Linked DNA regions of Rattus norvegicus: all the other regions are linked to region 1. A link is a contact called in public Hi-C data. All regions are on one chromosome and are shown on one strand. Each heading gives the region's core, a stretch centred on a gene start, on an enhancer-like site or on the middle of the called end of the contact. The rest is flanking DNA. Distances are from core to core; before and after follow the strand shown.

Region 1 (2,579 bases), core at 44-2,543:
CTTCATGTAAGAACAGTAGCACCTACATGCACACTTAGGGATATGTCCCTCATCCAGGGACTTGGGGAAAGGGACTGGCTAGAGTTGTGTGCAGAAACCCCATGGGGACAGGAGAATTGCTGAAGCAGGCTTTAACTGAAAGCATTCTGACTAAACTTTCCTTTTACATCTGCCGTGGTTTTTTTAGGGCTGGCTCTGGTCTGAAAGCCACAGAGCTGGGTATAGCAGACAAACTGATTCCAAGACACCATGAAAGGAATATTAAAGCCACTGATATCCCCCTCACAGCAGCAGGCACCACAGCCAGGTGCTAAAGGAATTGGTTGTTTATGAAGAAATAATCAAATATTCTTTTCTTTTTCCCTTCTGGGTTCTGCAGCCTCACACGAGTCCCGGCCTTCCTATCCCCAGGGGAAAAAATGCTACGTGGGAAAAACAATAACTTCAACTCTTCCCCTCTCTCTCCCAAAACCACTTCCACTCCAAAGGCTTGGTTACACTAGAAACTCGTGTGCAACGACAGGTGTGGACACTCCAGAACTGAGGCAGGTGAGCATGGAATATAGGTTTTAAGATTTAGATAACTAAACCCATTGAAAGTGCCATCCAGCTTCTGTAAGCCCTTGTCCCTTAGAAATTTGAAACAGGCCACGCGATAATGTTACATGGTAGAAATGAAAGAGAAGGAGAGGGAAAGATGCCTGGGGACGACATTAACAAGGCAGGATGCAGTCACTCGTCTATTTAGGAGCCCCCAAGCTGCTGAAAGGGCCCTCCCTAAGTGGAGGTTTTGGAAAAGGTGACCTAATTTAACAGGCAAGCTGAGGTTCATGCATAACTTTCTGCACGCATGCGTATGCATAAGCACACAGATAAACATCCAGTCCCATTGCAATAGACATTGGGTTTCGCCCAAACTCCTAGCTTTGACCTTCTCTGTAAAAGACAATTGCTTTTTACTTTCTCAAACGTCGACAAGAAATCCGCAAAGAAAGCATGGGGTAAAGGACTCAAAAGTCACATTTGTACACAGTAAATGGCGTAGCTTTGACAGAACAGCAGAGGATAAAACTATAGAGACCCGTGTGCTTGAACCTGAAGAGGATAAGATAGCTGGATGAGCCACGGGAAGTCCTGAGTGGGCCACGGAAATTGACAAACCCCCGTGCGTCATCCCACGAGCGAAGGTTCTGGAAGTTTTCCAAGTCTGCCAGTGATCCCAGCTGACCTTTCCGGGTCTGGCAGACTCTGGGCCAGACTGCAGAGAATATGACTGAGAAGCAGATTCCTGCTGCTTCCTGGTGAGCCTGCTTTACTTTCCAGTAAGTCCCCTGTGGTATAATTGTTCCTTTATCTGCACAGGAAGAGAATTTTCGATTCCTTCTGGAAACTAGAGTGGGCCAGGCCCCCTCTCCTGGATGCTGACTCGGAGTCTGTGCATATGAAAACCTGGAAGGAAGCCCGGTCCTGCGGGGACCGCCATGTCATAGCAACTCTCAGCGTCAGGCTGGAGACTTTAATTCTCTAAGATCCAATGGCCCCTGGGTGATCACCAAGCGGAATTTGCCGTATGTTGCTATGAAACTTGGACCGACAAAGGGTGACCCACTGGCCAAAGTCAGGGCCTCTCCTGTGTTTAGGACTGCGTCTTTTCAGAGCGTGTTCCTGATCGTTCACATTAGTCTCCCACACCCGACTTCACTCCACGCAGAGGTGAGTAGCTGCCCCAGAGCGGCGCTGCCTGCAAAGCCCTGATTGTTTAGTGCCTGGGCCCTCACATGAGGAAAGCTCACTGACCTCCAGTTCAGCAGAAAGGCCATTCAGGAAGGGCAGTGTAGTATCTGGAAAGACCCTGAGAAGGGACTCAAAAGCCTGAACTCTGGCTTTGCCTCTACTGTAAACCAGCTGGTGAATGACCGTATGCCTTTTCCAGGGGCACAGGGTACAAAAATGATGTGATTTCTGTCTCCAGTGCCAAACCGGTTGCCCGCCATACTTTTCATTTCCAAAGTCTTCTTTTCCTATTTGTGACCCAAGAACTGTGATATTTAAGTAATTCCATTGGAATCGAAACTGTGTACTTGTAGAAAAATAGATATAGGGAGGAAGAGATAGTTCAAGAAGAGCACTATCTACTCTTTCAGAAAACACAAGTTTGGTTTCTAGCATCCATCTAAGTAGGGTAGCCTACAACCATCTATAACCAGCCTCAGGCCATCTGAAACCCTCTCTGGCCTCCACATATACACTTATACACACACACACACACACACACACAGAGAGAGAGAGAGAGAGAGAGAGAGAGACAGAGAGACAGAGACAGAGACAGAGACAGAGAGAGACCATTTTAAAGAAAGATATACACACACAGGTCTAGACACGCACCCCAAAGTACTCAGAGCCCACTGATAAGCCCAGCTTCATGCACAGCCCCTCTACTGAAGAGACATGTGTCTTCTGGAGCCTCACCATCTGTGGAGCTGTGATCAAAACATTACTATTCAGTTACCGTCTAAGCACAGCTGTAGAATTACGGAGACGTGTTTTTACAAAACCAAGCAATTGTCTGAGTCTGTCTC
Region 2 (2,579 bases), core at 21-2,520, 880 kb before region 1:
GCTAGAAAGAAAGGAAGCCCAAATCAACCACAGAGTTACAAAATCGGCCATCAATTTGTCTAATTAAAACTCCATTTAATATTTCACTAAAGTGGAATTCTGGCGGTCTTAAGAAATATGCATTTAAAAGAGCTATGTAGCCACTTCTCCTTGTCATGACTTTCAGAGACCGTCTATGATCAGTCAAAACCCTGGGCTTTAGGTTCCTAGTGAGTCGTGCATTTTCATACATTTTAGCCAAGAGCTTTACCAAAACAACCTCCCTGTGACCATCATACCACCAGGAATGTGGGCCAAACGTTTCGTTTATTTCTCTCCTTGACCAATAGATGGCGACCTCTACTGGGCAAGAGAACCAGCGTCAGAGCAGGCCAGCATTTCCTCTTCCTTCCAAGGTCCTGCATTTTTTTTTTTTTTTTTAACTAATGAGCTACTTCATAATGAATTAGTGAACGAGAAAACAAAATATTTTTAAGTTATTTTGCTATGACAATTCTGGCTTTGTAAAGGAAAATGGAGTTCTGAAAAAAACGAAGGTTTTCCTCAAAAAGAAATAGACTAAACAGACAAGGCAGAAGAGAACTGCATTTCTGGGCATGATTTTGCCAGTACTGTGCCCTCTGAAGAAATAGCACGAAGTCTACAAAACTCTGCCTAACAGAATCCATGGCCCTTGGAATGGTTTACACTTAAGTGGCACAAATGGTTGGGCCTGACTGCATACGCCTATAATAACTACCACTAGAGAAGCTGAGGCAGGAGGACTGTCATGAGTTTAAAGGTAAGCTTGGAGAGTGTGTGTAAATGTCAGTCTCCTAGGACTATATAAAAAGAGTAGTCCTGGAAAACAAAACAAGAAACAAACAAAAAAATGAGACACTAGTGAAGCAGGCGAAGGAGGACATAGAGACTCCCAAGAAAGCACCATTGAAGCAACAAGACTCTGTTCAATGATAAATGAAGACTCTGTGTTGAGAAACTAAACCGTTCCGGCATGCCTGTGTCTGGGGGAGCGTGCACATAGCTCTGGAGAAAACACGTTTTGCCACAGAACACAGGGGGCTCTGTCTACCTTCCTTCTCTGTCTACAAGGAGGGGACCTCTCAGGTGAGGGAGCGATTTTTAGAAGAGGCAGCTGGTCTAACCATGGTTAATTCTGCTGTCATTTAACTTTGTTTCTTCCTGGAACGCCCACAAAGAGAGCGACAGAGTGTTCGCTATCTCCCATGAACTACTGCTTCGCACAGTTCTCAGCTGTTTAAACTGGCCTTCGGCCTTCATTTCCTGTGGCCGGGCGATTTCAACCCCTTTCATTTTCCTCCGGTTCAGACAGATCACTTAAGTCGGAGACGCGTTGTGTGTGTCTGTGTTCTATGTGTCCTTCTGGTTTGAGTGTTATCATTAAACAATGAGCTTTAAATCCTCGGGTCCTCTGGGACTCGAGGTGTGACGGAGAGAGCGCCCTCACAGCTCATCCTTGCTCAGTGAGCCTACTGTAGAGATGAGAAAGCCAGGGCTATGTATGGACATTACCATCTTTAGGACGTACAACAAATAATTCACAGTGACTAAGATGGACTCTTGGCCAAGAATGCCACTGGAAGTCCTTAATGCCTGGCTCGTTCACAAGTTCACTATGTAAGCAAGACCAACAGGAGGGGACATGGAACCAAAGTGCACCAGCCTCACCGATGGCCCTACGACTTCATCCCATGCACTTTCCACCTGACCTAAAGGACTCGCACATGATAAATGATGCAAAACCCGACCAGTTTGTCTTTTTTTTTTTTTTTCTCTAAAGTATATTTGTACAAATTCCCAGAAAACTGCTCCTGCTGCTGAACGGGTTTGTTTTTACTATAATAGAGAACTGTCAAAGACAATCGAGATTGGCCAGTGCTCTCGAGCTGTCTGATTGCTTTGTTCTACGGATTCTCTTTGGCTAGAAAACGAGATGGGTGACAAGGTTTGTTCAGTGCTATACACGGAGGACGCTGAGATGTGGTCTTCTATCCGGCAGACAACAGCTAAGTCTGAGAGTCAACCTGAAGCCAGCAACTTGGTTTAATCCCACCACGAACTGTGAGTGAGCCTGCTCACCCACTCTGCCTCTGTGTAAGAGGCTGAGAAAGTTGCCACTTTGGATTTCTCAGAAACCCTGTAAAACCCATGGGAGAGACAATGCAATAGCATCAGACAGAATTTTAAAGGAAACACAGTCTAAGCACTGCTCTTTACCTCGAGTTGTATCCAGTCATTTGTATTGATCTGAACAATTCAAACAAGTACATTTCTCCAGAGCACACTGATTGCTTTGTCACTATTACTGGAAAAACTAAAAAAAAAAAAAAACAAAACAAAACAATAGGTCTCACCAGTTTAACTATCCCAAAGCAGTTAGTTAGCCAATCAACACAACATTAATATATTTAGCATGAGTTATGATTGTGGTTAGAGCTAAAAGTCTTTTTTGTACCCACAAAAATTTAATTTACTACTTGACGCAAGATAAAATATGCAATTAGAAAAAAACTTTTTCCATGAAGCCCACTGAGTTGCGCTTAATATTTCTAATTAAA
Region 3 (2,579 bases), core at 39-2,538, 690 kb before region 1:
AAGCAAAGCCACACCCAAAAACTTTCCGTGAGTCCAGCTCCCTCTAAATTCTAGGGCCCACAAGACAAGCAGGGAAGAAGAGGGTGAGCTCCTACTGTGACTCATTTGGTTGTTTCAACCACTAGGCCAGAAATTCTCAATCTGTGAGTTGTGACCGTTTTGGAGGGTTGAACAATCCTTTCACCTGGGTCACCTAAAATGATTTTAAAATATAGATATTTACATTATGATTCAAAACAGTAGCAAAATTACATTTATGAAGTAGCAACGAAAGTAATGCTATGGCTGGGGTGATCGTACAACATGAGGAACAACATGTATTAAAGGTCACAGCGTTAGGAAGGTTGAGAACGACTACTCTAGACGCGACGTTTAGTGCTTCTTGTCACCCTGACAGAATCTAGAGTCACCCAGGAGATAGGCCTCAAGGCACGTCTGTGAAGGACTGTTCTGATCCATGACCGTGAGCAGGGCCAATCCTGGAGAAAGCGTGGAGAGCACCACCATGCTGGTGTCCATTGTGCTTTCGGTCTGTCTCGGGACAGAATGTAACCAGCTACTTCCGGTTCCTGCCACTGTGTCTTTTCTGCCAGAATGGACCGTAACCTGAACTCTGAACTAGATAAGTCCATTCTATCTTAGGTTGCCTTTACCGAAGTATCTTACACAGCAACAGGAAAAGAAATTAAGACAATAAACTGTACTGCTCTGAGAACCTACATCTAGACTAAGCCCAGTATATAAGCCCTATTATGCCCTATGTGGCCAGTGTGGTAGGAAGAGGACACAGACCCCACCCAGCTGGATAGAACCAGACAAGACAGTAACTTCCTTACCTTGCTCTCTATAAAAATTTATTGCTTGAAAAATTAAATTCCCCTTGCTTAGAAGGAGAGTTCAAATTTAAAAATACGGACATACTGTGAACCAGGGGGAAAAGAAAAACGGTTATCTTGAATCCTAGTGTTCCAAGTCTTGTTGGCTTGTGGCCAAGCTTCAGGATGCTTCTTAGAGCTGTGTGGGGAATGCAAATAGGGATGTCTAAACCTCTTAAGGGCAGTCAGGAGGGCTGATGGCCTACGCTGCAGTGCACGCCGTGAATCTACCACACAAATAACTGCCCTCTTTGCACCACCAGCAGCGCCAGACTTTGGCCTAAGCCCAGTTCTGTATTTCGTCCAAGCTGCTCCTGGCCTTTAGTATTTAAGCCATTGCTTTGTTCTATACACAGGCTGCTATCGATTGGGGCTTCTTATCTCTGTCTCCACAGATAAGTTATACATTAGCAAGACTATTCAGGGGTGGCCTTTACAGAGGTAGAACATCTAACTCTTTGGTAACCAGGGTAGTACTCAGGGTCAGGAGGCAGTGTTGAGGAGTGCTGGGTATCTTGAAGGTATTTACAGAAGTGGTGTACAGAGGGGTCCAGGAAGACACTCCTAGGCAACCAGGTTGTGAGGAAACATGTCTCCTGTTCAGATCTGTGTCCCAGTTGTAAGTTGTATCCAGTAGAAGTTTTATTTTAGGGATGGTGTGTATGTGTGGTGTATGGTGTGTGTGTGTGTGTGTGTGTGTGTGTGTGTGTGTGTTATGTGTGGTGTGTGTGTGTGTGTGTGGTATGTGGTGTGTGTGTGTTTGTGTGTATATGTGGTATGTGTGCATGTAGTGTATGTGGTGTTTGTGTGTTTGTGTGTGTGTGGTATGTGGTGTGTGTGTGTGTTTGTGTGTATATGTGGTATGTGTGCATGTAGTGTATGTGGTGTATGTGGTGTGTGTGTGTTTGTGTGTGTGTGGTGTGTGTGTGTTTGTGTGTATATGTGGTATGTGTGCATGTAGTGTATGTGGTGTATGTGGTGTGTGTGTGTTTGTGTGTGTGGTATATGTGGTGTGTGTGTGTGGTATATGTGGTGTGTGTGTGGTGTATGTGGTGTGTGTGTGGTGTATGTGGTGTGTGTGTGTGGTGTATGTGGTGGGTGTGTGGTGTATGTGGTATGTGTGGTATATGTGGTGGGTGTGTCGTTTATGAGGTGTGTGTGTTTATGTGTGTGGTGTATGTGTATATGTATGTGGTGTGTATGTGTGGTATGTGTGTGGTGTATGTGGTGTGTGTGGTATGTGGTAGGTATAGTATGGTGTGTGTGTGTGTGTGTGTGTGTGTGGTATGCATGGTGTGTGGTAGGTGTGTATGGTGTGTATGTGGTGTGTGTTCACATACACAACAACCCCTTTAGGGATCGGAAGTCTGCCTTGTAGTCATTTCTACTTTCGGAGGCCAATGCGGGAAGTCTATGCTGGAAGCTTTTTAGCTTATTGTTTCCCTCATTTCGAGGCGAGGCTGCAACGTGACTTTAGCCACACGTACCCCTACCCTCAGCTAGAGGAGAGTGAGGCAAAGAGTGTGGGAATTAGCACAATCTGCTCCCGTTCTTGGGTCTCCCTTTGCTAACCTCTGAGCAGTGCATTACTGAGACAAGCCAGCGCTTGTTCACCGCCACTGCACTCCGGCTCAGGGTGCACTCTCTGCACTTCTTAGTCTGAAGAAAACAGAGAGAAAGCAAAGAAAAGAAAACCTTCCTGGG
Region 4 (2,579 bases), core at 46-2,545, 610 kb before region 1:
ACTAGAAAGCAGAGTGCATGCATGCCTCCTTTTAAACCACGTAATACAAAGATTTCAGAGAACTGAGACAATGCTATGTCCTAGGAAAAGTAGGTACTAGACGTAGGTATGAAAAGATGGCCATGATTCAGAAGGGGATGCTGTTTCCAGGAAAGGGGGCAGATAAGAGAAAAGTGGAAGTACTAGACCACAGAAGCAACAAGAAAGCCAGGCTAGATTGACTTTTATATGTTAAGCTTGGAGTGGGTCTGTAAGAGAGTGAAAACAGCCTGACGTTTCTACAGAATTGGAAAGGCTGTAGGAGGAAAGGTGTGCGTGGAGGCCAGTGAGAAAGCTGGGATATCCAGCGTGTGGAGACGTCTTCCCATTATATTAATTCTCCTTTCCTCAGTTTGCTAAATGATAAAGACCAGAAAAATGGAAGGCCAAATACACCTGATGAAGTGAACAGAAGAAGACGAGGCTGCATATAGTAACTCAGAGCATCTTCTGTAAGGTTAGGAGGGCCGATCTAAAGTAGCAAGTCAAATCTCACTCGCTCTAACTTCTTTTTATTTTTAATTACTTCTTTTATTTTTGAGATTACAATATGCTTACATTGTTTCCCTTTCCCTTTCCTCCCTCCCAACCCTCCCACAAACCCACTCTTGTTCCCTTTCAAACTTTTAACCTCTTTTTTCATTAATTGTCACACACAATTGCATATGTATATGCATGTACATTCCTGAATACATAAATACTACCTGCTCAGTCTGTTCAATGTTACTTGGATGTTTGCTTTCAGGGCTGACCATTTGAGATTGGACAATTAATTGGTGTGCTCTTCCCTGGAGAAGACAACTTTTCTCATTCTCAGCATTTCTTAGTTAACTGTCTGTCGTTTTGTAGGGTTTAGGACGGGTGGGCTTTCCCTATTCACTTTAATGTGTATATTAAACATTAATAACTAACGTTAACTAACTCCCTATTCTTTTGGATCTTTAAATCCTTTTGTTCCCCTTTTTGCAAATATATATTTTGTCTGTCTGTCTGTCTATCTATCTATCTATCTATCTATCTATCTATCTATCTATCTATCTATCTATCTATCTACCTACCTATCTATCTGAGAGAGAGAGAGAGAGAGAGAGAGAGAGAGAGAGAGAGAGAGAGAGAGAATGTTTGCACTATGTTTGAATCCAGTACAATTTCTCATTTAAAATTTCCCACCAAAGTTATTCGTACCCTGTACCCCTGTCTCCTTAGAGAGGAGGCTGTAAGAGGCAGAGGCTGGGCAGAGGATGCTTCTATTGCATTTCTGCCTTTCCATTCCATTTGAGCAGTTATGCAAGCAAGGGGGAGGGGACCAAGAGCATTCTTGAGGCCCTTTGATCACTTTTGCTCTTACATAACTCCCCAACAGCTGGAGCTGTAAACTTTGAAATTGGCAGGATCATAGTTCGTATTGCGAAAGGAGACTCAGCCCAAATTTGAAGAGAAACAGCTAGATATTTTTAGTGATTCCAGTATCTAGATTCTTAAGCATTTAGTGAGTGATGGGGAGCGGGGGTAGCAAGTGATTCTTCTTTGCTAGATGTCACCATCTTGACTGGTCCTGTTATGCTTGGGTCTGGCTTGGGAGAGTGAGTACTTTCTTCTCTGTCTCTGTCTATGTCTCTCTCTCTCTCTCTTTCCCGAACACCAAGCTCTGGCTTATAACAACTCTTCTGCCAAGAGAACCAGAGGTATGCTCGTTGTAATGCTTGTGGCCTCCAGGAATAAATCCACACCAACACATGCTTTGTCCTTTAATTGTCTCTTGGTCCTGTTTCACCTGGGAGATCCAACCTCTTCTCAACAACATTTGTTCTTCATTTGTCCTCGTCGCTTTCCTCTCAAACATGCCCCTTCCCTTCCTGGTCTTCCTTGGTCTCTTTTGCCTACTACCTTCTCTTCTACTATTTCTTCCTCTGTTCTTTTCCACCACTCTCCTTTATTTTTTAAGGTTTTGCATTTAAGTTTCTTCCTCTGTTTGACTGTGTTAGTTTCTAAGTCTGAGACAGGGTCTTGCTACGTAGACCAGGGTGGCTTTAAACTTGAGACTCTTCTGCTCTAGTCTTTTGAATTCTGGGATTATAAGCTTGAGGCTTCACATCCAGCTTTAGACATGAACACTAGTCCATTGAAATAGAAAAGAGTCTGTTTATTGCTAGCAATACTGTGTCATAATGAAAAAGGGAAAAATGTAAACCCCACTCATTCAAAGCTGTTATCACTCCTACATAAAGTCAATGCCAAATGTAGAAATAGGTTTAGGAAGAAATCATTAGACTTCCAAGTTGCTCAGATAAAATTAAAGAAAAACAAACTTGCACTTTCCACAATGAAGCAGTTGGAGGGCATCATGGATACCGGCTAGCCATTCAAACATTCCCATAATAAGGAAGTCATGCTCCTGCATCTCATTTCCTTCTGTTAAGCTTTCTTTCCCACCAAATAAGTGAGATGTAACCTTAAGAGGGGTTCTGATTTTGTATCTTCAGAAGTGGCAGGCCATTGGTGGGGAGGATAATGCTTGATGAGGTAACCAACTACTTTCT
Region 5 (2,579 bases), core at 44-2,543, 550 kb before region 1:
CAACTATCCCTGTAAAAGTTGCCTCTGAACTCCATGAACTGCCACAAACTCCACTGCACTGCACTGCCTCTTAACTCACTGCCTTAACCCAGCTGACTGACCGAAACACAGAGATCTGCATGCCTCTATCTCCTGAGTGCTGGGATTAAAGGTAGGTACCACCATGACTGAACATAAGCTTTACTCTACTTGAAATTTGCTCTGTACCAGACTTGCCTTGAACTCAGATATATGTTTGTCTCTGTCTTCTGGGATTAAAGCCATGTCTGTATTCCAGCTGGGTCACACAGACCTAGAAGGTCTTTGGATATGATCTCTTGCCAGAGCAGCCATGATGCTGGATTAAAATTCCTCTACAGCAGTATGACTATTTATTAGTGTCTCTAGTGTACTGTGAAGGACATGTTCAGGCTACATGCAAATATTATTTCATTTTATATAAGGGATCAGAGCAGCCACAGATATTGGTATCTGTAGGTGGTCCTGGAAACAGTCCCCTACGCAGACTGAGGGAGGACTGTATACTTGGATAACAATATTCTAAGCATTGGAAAATTCTTTATTCTATACAGCATCCTTATGAGACATAGGTGCAGAGAGGAATTTTACTAGTCTCAATTTATAGGTGAGGAAAATAAAACTTTGAGATTTCAGTGGGCTGGATCCAAGACTTCTTGCAGGCTGTTTTGTTCCACTGAGATGTTCTCAAAACCCAGTTGCTCCCTCTGCAGCTTTAGGGATAAACCCAGATAGAGCTCCTATGCAGCAGCTAGTCTGTTCTCATGTGTCTCCAGTCTTCCTAGTTGCTGAGAACCATGTTCAGTGAAAAATGAGCGTTAGGGAGGCAAGTAAGCAGAAACAGCTATGTACTATGCACAAAGTCTAAAGTTGTTCCCTAAACTGCGACCTCTAACCTCTAACCTCCCCATTCATATACAAGTATTTGTGTGTAACTGCACATGAACCTGAATGTGCGTGTGTGTGCTTGAGTTCCAAGTTATTGCTCCTCCTGGAATGGCCATCAAGTTAGCTATTCTGTGTAACTTTAACTTTTTTAAAGCCTACGTTTAATGATAGTTTTTAAATGCTTTAACATCCCTTCTAGCCTACCATCTACCAGACGTAGTGGGAGTAAAAGACTATGGGGGAAGCAAACTTATTTAGAAATTGTTCTTTGGAGCAAATCCCATCTACACTGTCAGGAAATCAATGTTCAGTTCATAGGTCAGCAGTGGCAACTTGATCCACTTGCAAACACTTCATGGATATACTAGCAGTCCAGTTCAGCAGTGTCGGGATAACAGCAATAGTGGCATGACCTAGCAGGAACAGTTAGGCCTCAGCTGAATCAGCACAGGTCAATAGGAGGGACCAACAGGGAAGCCAGGAGAAGTTCTTAGCTGTGCCTCTCTCAGTGAAATGAAGATCAGCAAAACTGTGAGACCAACAAGCATTGCACAGCTAGCTCTACCAGCAAGCCAAGCCTAATCAAGCCTGAATCATTCTCTTTGTCACTGTCTGTTAAGTCCTATTTATACTCCCTCCAAACATTACTTGTCCTCCATGGGTCTTGCCTCATTATTTGTCTTGCCTCAGCTTGTAAGTCTGTATCAACTGACATCACTCTGCCAATTGGCCAAAATACACAGAAGTGGCAAGAAGCCATGACACACCATCAAAGGTTTCTTTGGTACATTTTTCTCTATGGCATCCTGACAAATGGAGTTCAGCTATGCAATGTAAGGCAGATCAATACATGCATGTAATTGGCAAAGAATCCTTCATCACATGTCCTTTCATACACTTGCCTTAGTGGAATGTCCTTTCGCTTGTGTCTACTTCAGGAAAACACCTCTTCATGTGTTTGCCCCAGCAAAGTACAACACAGCAGACTTTCCAAAGAACCCTTAAGTTTCCACTTTAACTCTGACATATGACTTATATGGAAGGAGTCTTTCTCTTTTACATATTAAATGCAACTGAATAAAGTAACATTTCGTCCCTATCATAATCCCTTGCTGAGAGTAAAAATGCTTGGATTTTTAGAACAGGCAAGAACTGGAGGTAATTTTATCTGATTTTGAATGGGTAAATTATCCTTTGACTAGAATTGGCCAGAGCAGAGCCCTGATCCTTCTATCAGAAGCCTTCATTCTCACCTGTAGGTATCCTATCATCTTTTGGTTTCCTTCCTTCCTTCCTTCCTTCCTTCCTTCCTTCCTTCCTTCCTTCCTTCCTATCTATCTATCTATCTACCTATCTATCATCTGTCTATCAATCATCTAGCTGTCAACTATCATCTATCATTCATTGATCCATCATCTGTCTCTATCACCTCTTTGTATATTATCTATCTATCTATCTATCTATCTATCTATCTATCTATCTATCTATCTATTTATCTATCTATCATGTATCTATCTATATATCTATCATGTAGTCTGTGTCTATGACAGAGAGAGAGAGAGAGAGAGAGAGAGAGAGAGAGGACAGGGTCTCCTGTTTTCCAGGCTGACTTTGAACTCCTTATATAGCTGAGGATCCTCTTTCTTCTTCTTCAGCAGTTCTGGGATTATAGG

Evidence for each region. Hi-C and Micro-C count contacts between places; a contact is called where the count stands out from the background.
Region 2: a contact with region 1 is called in a Hi-C map of liver, with 7 times the contacts expected there. The contact joins two enhancer-like sites. A contact is called at or near these places in 12 of 12 Hi-C or Micro-C datasets (the A7r5 cell line, the Rat2 cell line, Schwann cells and 7 more) and 1 of 1 datasets of contacts at active chromatin or transcription factors (oligodendrocytes).
Region 3: a contact with region 1 is called in a Hi-C map of liver, with 5 times the contacts expected there. The contact joins two enhancer-like sites. A contact is called at or near these places in 4 of 12 Hi-C or Micro-C datasets (Schwann cells, frontal cortex, kidney and 1 more).
Region 4: a Hi-C map of liver shows a contact between it and region 1, with 4 times the contacts expected there. The contact joins two enhancer-like sites. A contact is called at or near these places in 2 of 12 Hi-C or Micro-C datasets (kidney and liver).
Region 5: a Hi-C map of liver shows a contact between it and region 1, with 12 times the contacts expected there. The contact joins two enhancer-like sites. A contact is called at or near these places in 2 of 12 Hi-C or Micro-C datasets (kidney and liver).

Annotation. Positions count from the first base shown.
Region 1 is chr2:35,546,903-35,549,481 of GRCr8, forward strand. No RefSeq gene overlaps it. Among named protein-coding and RNA genes, the nearest start is that of Cd180, 42 kb to the right of the region's middle. Within about 2 kb of position 1,294, at least 10 of the 93 cell types and tissues checked have an H3K27ac peak or open chromatin away from gene starts, as enhancers often do. A contact at or near this core is called in Schwann cells and liver, where this site is marked.
Region 2 is chr2:34,666,396-34,668,974 of GRCr8, forward strand. All of the region lies in intron 2 of Pik3r1 (phosphoinositide-3-kinase regulatory subunit 1), which reads right to left. Among named protein-coding and RNA genes, the nearest start is that of Pik3r1, 30 kb to the right of the region's middle. Within about 2 kb of position 1,271, at least 18 of the 93 cell types and tissues checked have an H3K27ac peak or open chromatin away from gene starts, as enhancers often do. A contact at or near this core is called in Schwann cells and liver, where this site is marked.
Region 3 is chr2:34,861,668-34,864,246 of GRCr8, forward strand. No RefSeq gene overlaps it. Among named protein-coding and RNA genes, the nearest start is that of Pik3r1, 170 kb to the left of the region's middle. Within about 2 kb of position 1,289, at least 4 of the 93 cell types and tissues checked have an H3K27ac peak or open chromatin away from gene starts, as enhancers often do. A contact at or near this core is called in liver, where this site is marked.
Region 4 is chr2:34,932,521-34,935,099 of GRCr8, forward strand. No RefSeq gene overlaps it. Among named protein-coding and RNA genes, the nearest start is that of Pik3r1, 240 kb to the left of the region's middle. Within about 2 kb of position 1,296, at least 5 of the 93 cell types and tissues checked have an H3K27ac peak or open chromatin away from gene starts, as enhancers often do. A contact at or near this core is called in liver, where this site is marked.
Region 5 is chr2:34,999,353-35,001,931 of GRCr8, forward strand. No RefSeq gene overlaps it. Among named protein-coding and RNA genes, the nearest start is that of Pik3r1, 300 kb to the left of the region's middle. Within about 2 kb of position 1,294, at least 2 of the 93 cell types and tissues checked have an H3K27ac peak or open chromatin away from gene starts, as enhancers often do. A contact at or near this core is called in liver, where this site is marked.